Regions from separate parts of the Bicyclus anynana genome. Here region 1 is linked to region 2. A link is a contact called in public Hi-C data. All regions are on one chromosome and are shown on one strand. The core of a region is the stretch at or near the end of the contact, and the rest is flanking DNA. Distances in the headings are between cores, read along the strand shown.

Region 1 (2,765 bases), core at 127-2,626, 180 kb after region 2:
ATTTTGTCGATAGCGTTGATTTGGGTGGTGGGTGCGTTGAATGAATTCATTTTGTACGGTTACAAAAATAAACCTGACACGAATAACCTTCTAATATGCTAAATTCTATTTGTTAATCAATTTATTTTGTTATTTTTACGAATCGTACCAACGCTTCCGCCAACACCACTTCAGCCAATTTCTTTTCAAAATAAAACTATTTGAAATAAACATTTTGTCGACAATTAATAACATAATCTAAACATCAGCCGGGTGGTAGAAAATCAGTCATTCTGTTGTCACTTGCACTAAATTGTTACACACGTCGATTTAACACAAGATTAGCGAACATTTTCACGATAAATGCTTCGATTTTTACTAATTTTCCATTTTCGCGAACGTTTTGTAGATGACTTGACGGATCTTTTATAGGTTTTATGTCACGTTTTACAGTTTGTGAGGTTGTTATTAATTGTTTTTCAGTCGTTTATTACGTTTTCCACCATTATTTCGGTCGCTAGTTTTCCGTGCGTGTTGTTCAGGGGATATTTTGGTTTATTAAACTAAGATTTTAAGGCGTTTTGGCGTGGTTTGAGCTTGAAAATCGGTCCCACGTCCCGCGGGCTGGGTGGTCGCCGCGAATGGATACAGCCATCCCACTTTCGCGCGATCAATAAAGCTCCCTTCCCAGCATCCCTATAACACCTACAGAGAACTAACGCGCAAGTTGTCAAAACTCTTTACAGATTTCTTATGAATTAATACCATTAGTCTTTTTTAATTAAAGGAAAATATCGCGTATCTACGTATAAAAAAATAAAAAGGCAAAAAGTAAATTCAAGGTCCCACCGAGATTTGAACTCGGATCGCTGGATTCAAAGTCCAGAGTGCTAACCATTACACCATGGGACCACTCATTTGCTAGGGTGAAATAAACGTATATAAACGGAATGGTTGTTTAATATAATTATTTACAAATAAATAGCAACAATATCGATTTCAACTAATGAGTTTTCTATGGTAAATAATAATTTATTTTATATCAGAATTAAAATTTCCAACATTTTTATTTTTTTACTCTAGATGGCACACCTAAATAGACCTTTCTTCAAAGACAATAGGCACCTAAATGTCTTTTTGTGATGCTATCGCCATCTATACTCATTTAGATGTATTTCGCGTAAATTTGTGTTACCAGACGTATAAAAATACAATTGAATTTAACATCAATCTTTTTTGTATTTTAGTAATAATGAAAACATTACAAAATTATTGTATAATTTTAAATAAATTAATTATTTTATTTTATAACTGTATAATATAAATATGGTAATACTACTAATTATTTGTCTGTGATATGTCAAGTGATAAGAAATAAAATGTGGCAACATCAAATGACAGTTTGTCACTGACTTCGCTTTGGTGAGGTTGTCATTTCGTCCATCTATCGAATAATTTGATAGGTGAGAGGAGATTAATTAACATCATCACAGCGGGTCACACAATAATTTAATAATTACGAAAACGATCGCCGCGATCGCGCCAACGAACGGGTGGCTTGGTTTATCGCTGGGACATACCGCCATGATCGATGTGGGAAACAAAGATGGCGGAATAATACGGTGATCGTAAGCAAGACAAGTGTCGTGCAGTGTAGTTATGTGCGGTGGTGGGTGGATAACGCAGCGTTGTCGCGGCGCCTGAGCGTGGAGGAGGGAGATGGCGCGGCCGGGGTGATGCCGCCGCGGCCTGCGGCCGGCCGCTCGGCTATGGCGGCAGAGGAAGATCGTCCGCCGCTCGCTCTGTTTACGGCCGTCTACGACTATGCAGCGCAGGGGGAAGATGAGCTGTCCCTCCGCAGGGGCGAGATCGTCGAGGTGCTCTCCAAGGACGCGAACATCTCCGGGGACGAGGGCTGGTGGACGGGCAAAATCGGCGATCGCGTCGGCATTTTCCCCGCGGTGTACGTGACAGAAGACGACCCTCTGGCCGTCAGTTCGGTGATAGGGGACGTGGACCCTCCTCGGGTGTCGTATTCGGAGCTGAAGCTCGAGGAGGTGATCGGCTCGGGCGGCTTCGGGACGGTCTACCGCGGGTACTGGAACGACGAAGTTGTGGCTGTGAAGACTGCACGACTAGCCAACGAAGACATAGAAGTTATAAAGGAGAGTGTGTTGCAGGAGGCTAAACTATTTTGGATGTTGCAACATGAGAATATAGTGTCGTTGAAAGGTGTGTGTTTAGAGAAGCCAGATTTGTGTTTGGTGATGGACTATGCGCGTGGTGGGCCTCTGAACAGGGTCCTGTCGGGGCGGAAGATACGGCCCAGGATACTGGTGGACTGGGCTATACAGGTGGCCCGCGGGATGGCCTATCTCCATTTTGATGCACCTATATCACTCATTCATCGAGACCTTAAGAGCTCTAATGGTAAGTAATAATACATACTTTAATTTTTTACCATAAGCCTAAAAGACACACTTGATAAACTTGAAAACTTGCATTTTATATGAAGAGACTTATGCCTACATTTTTGTTATGTTGTATGTATTATGTTGAACAAATATTTTATCCTTGTAGTTAGTCCATAATCAAAATATTAAATTGTTGCTTCAGTAAGTTACTTTTAAAACAGTACAACTATTACTATGTGTATTAAAAAATGATAAACTTTATCAAAATAGGGAAACTATTAGCTGTAAATTACTAAATTTCCTTGCCCTTTGATATTGGTCAAATGTCACTGACCTTATGACATTTAACCTGCCAATGTTGCCATCTGCTAT
Region 2 (2,857 bases), core at 69-2,568:
ATTATTATTCTTGAAAAGTTAAGTACATGAGTATATTTCGTTCATTTAACTGTGATTACATTTATTGTGAAACTATTAAAATAATTAAAAAGAGATTTCAATTGCTTATTTATATGATTCATATCGAAATTGATAAAAAAAAATTATATAACTTTTTGATAAAATTAAGCAAAATCTATGGATATATTGATTTTTGAAGTAGGTAATTTGTTAAAATTATATATTAACAAATATATTCAGTTAATAAAATGTAGTTTATAATTTATTAAAATTCATCTATTACCACATAATGGGAGTGTTCGTTTAATAATACTCAAGTGATTTAAGATTTCCATGAGGAAGATTATTACAGTGATAGAAGTTTCCAAAAGGCACTATATATTCGTTTCCCTACAGTAATAAATTAGTTATATTATATGTTTTAATTACTATATTCTGAACAAAATCTTGCAGAAGACACAGTTTTAGATAATGTTTGACTACGTTCAACGGAATTTTTATCAATATTATTTGTCGATATCATTGTTGAATGAGTGTTGTACATCACTACAGACATGTATGTGCAAGGGAGCGCGTCACATCCTCTGCTCTACTTACACGATTTACTGCTGCGCCTGATTTTTTATATACTATAATAAATTATATTTGTTTACAGAGTTTTTTTTTAAAATAAATTCCAAGATAGCTAAATTACTAAACCAAACTGACTTTGGGTTTACACAAATAAGCTCATGGTTTAAAACCCCAAGATTAATTTATTTATTTTAGAATAAATCATAAGATCTGTTTGTACTATTATATATTTGTATAAAACATCATTTTTCTTTGTCACGAAACAAACACATAGCGCGTCCTGTGAACAAGCTTGCATATAATCTTCCTCATCGAAACACTGACTAACTACAAAACTAAACATCATGCAACAGAAGTGTGTCTACAACCGGCCTCGTGATAATCACCATTAAAATTTGAGAACACATCACTAAATTCTATATTTTCCTCTACCGCGCCACGATGACGACCATTAACACTGCCTCTACGAGTTCTCCCATTAAAATTCCGTATCAAACCAACGAAACCATAGTCCCTTTCAACATTCCAAGCGTCAATAAAGTATAACAGCAAATGTAAAACCATTTGCGTGAACATTTCGAATAGCAACATTACACGCGCGAACGTTACCGAGCAACTCGCGTCACGTATCACATCAGGTTCAATGTAATCTGTCACGTTACATGGAAGGTATTGTTGGCGAGCGTGGAGGGGGTTCAGTCTCTGAGCTGCGATGGATGCAGCCGTGGGGAGTGTCCGCTAGGTCTGCTTGAGCCAGTGCGCGGGCACCCACTGCGGCTCGCGCTCCAGGCTGTTGATCTCGTTGAGCAGCTGGTGGTAGGCGCGCTGCGTGTCGTTGTTGATGATGATCATGTCGAACAAGTGGCCCCATCGCAGCTCCATGTCCCTCGCGGTCGCTATTATCTCTTTCAGCTCTTCTTCCTGTAAGGAGTTCATCTAAAATTAATATATCTCTAAAATATCTTTTACAATCATATCAGTAAACGGATGGTTAACTTGTCGGTGTAGGATGTGCACCACGAGATCATTATTATCCAAGTTTGCCCTACATATTATCGTTATCTCTATTGTCCTATGGGAACTAGAGGAGAAAGAGCGATATGTTTAATTTCACCGCTATTGGACGAATATGTATATCATCTTATGATAATAGTATGTATGTAGTTAATGTAAGGAAGGCGTACTATAATGTTAAGTGAATTTATTACAGAGAAATACTCGTAGGGTACCCTAGAAACAAATAACAATGTGATGTCCCATGCCGCCTTTCAACCTACGGCATTTGTTTCAAGCGTCATACAAAAACTTTTACTCATACCTTCGCCCCATCCATTGTTATTTCAGCTTCACAGTCGTTGAGAGAGTTATATGCCTAACTTTTCAAACAGGGATCTCCTAAACTTTGGTTCGATCATTTAGCTTATATACTCTGAGAACAGCTCGGTTCATCCCCTGCTAAGTCATTCTGAGTCTTCTTATGATCCTCAAACTTAGCTATAGAGATCAACTAACTACTTTATAAATATAAGATAGTAACCTTGAAAGCCTCCCCGTTCCTGATCTTCTTCTGGCGCAGCTTCTCGAGGCTGGGCGGCGCCACGAACACGGTGTAGGGCTTGAGGTCGGAGCCGCGCAGGATCTTCAGCGACTGCGGGTGCAGGTTCAGCACGCAGATCTTGCCCGAGTTCACCACCTCGCGGATCGCCTCCAGGGAAGTGCCTGGAATGGCCAGTGACATATTACTTATATGTCATCAACAATTTATTAACTCACGCTTTTTCGTTGATTGTGTATTTCTTCGTCATCGGGGAGCGGAAAAAGAGGACTTGATTGACTAGGCTCGAGATAATGGGATAGGTGGAATAAAATATTTAAGGGCGTGAAATAGAAGAAATTTTGGAATAAGTATCAATCCAGCAAAATCCACCTTAGCATTGTTAAAATCCACGTCCTGTATTTGCGTAAATTTCGTAAAGATACAGCGCTGTGACATCATTCGTTTCCATGGCAACTCCATTGTTAGTGATGAATAAGTACAATTAGTTTTGGCATCCTATAAATATACAGTTTAAATTCGAATAATGTGTGTTATTGGGAGTAATGATCGACGAGTGTCAAATAGCGAAACCGCATCCCTGATGATATTACAAAGCGAATTAATAATTATAATTTTTAGTTGTGTATCTGATACCTATCTATGTTTGTATGTAAAAGTTGCTATAATATCTATTATTATTAAGTTAGGGCGTGGCTAGGCTATAACACATACCGTAATAAGCTTTCT

What was found. Hi-C and Micro-C count contacts between places; a contact is called where the count stands out from the background.
Region 1: a Hi-C map of whole larva shows a contact between it and region 2, with 4 times the contacts expected there. The contact joins the promoter of LOC112048392 here to the enhancer-like site in region 2. A contact is called at or near these places in 2 of 2 Hi-C or Micro-C datasets (whole body and whole larva).

What each region holds. Positions count from the first base shown.
Region 1 is chr16:14,831,439-14,834,203 of ilBicAnyn1.1, forward strand. LOC112048392 (mitogen-activated protein kinase kinase kinase 11) reads left to right here and starts at 1,377. Exons shown (of 11, transcript XM_052886074.1): 1 at 1,377-2,409. The coding sequence starts at 1,716. It overlaps LOC112055890 (protein PALS1), which reads right to left and starts at 597. Exons shown (of 20, transcript XM_052886067.1): 1 at 1-597. The coding sequence starts at 50. Trnaq-uug (transfer RNA glutamine (anticodon UUG)) reads right to left here and starts at 891; the gene lies at 820-891.
Region 2 is chr16:14,650,178-14,653,034 of ilBicAnyn1.1, forward strand. It overlaps LOC112055890 (protein PALS1), which reads right to left. Exons shown (of 20, transcript XM_052886067.1): 18 at 2,843-2,857; 19 at 2,111-2,292; 20 at 1-1,494. The coding sequence ends at 1,312. Among protein-coding and RNA genes, the nearest start is that of LOC112055891, 8.0 kb to the left of the region's middle. Within about 2 kb of position 1,319, at least 3 of the 8 cell types and tissues checked have open chromatin away from gene starts, as enhancers often do.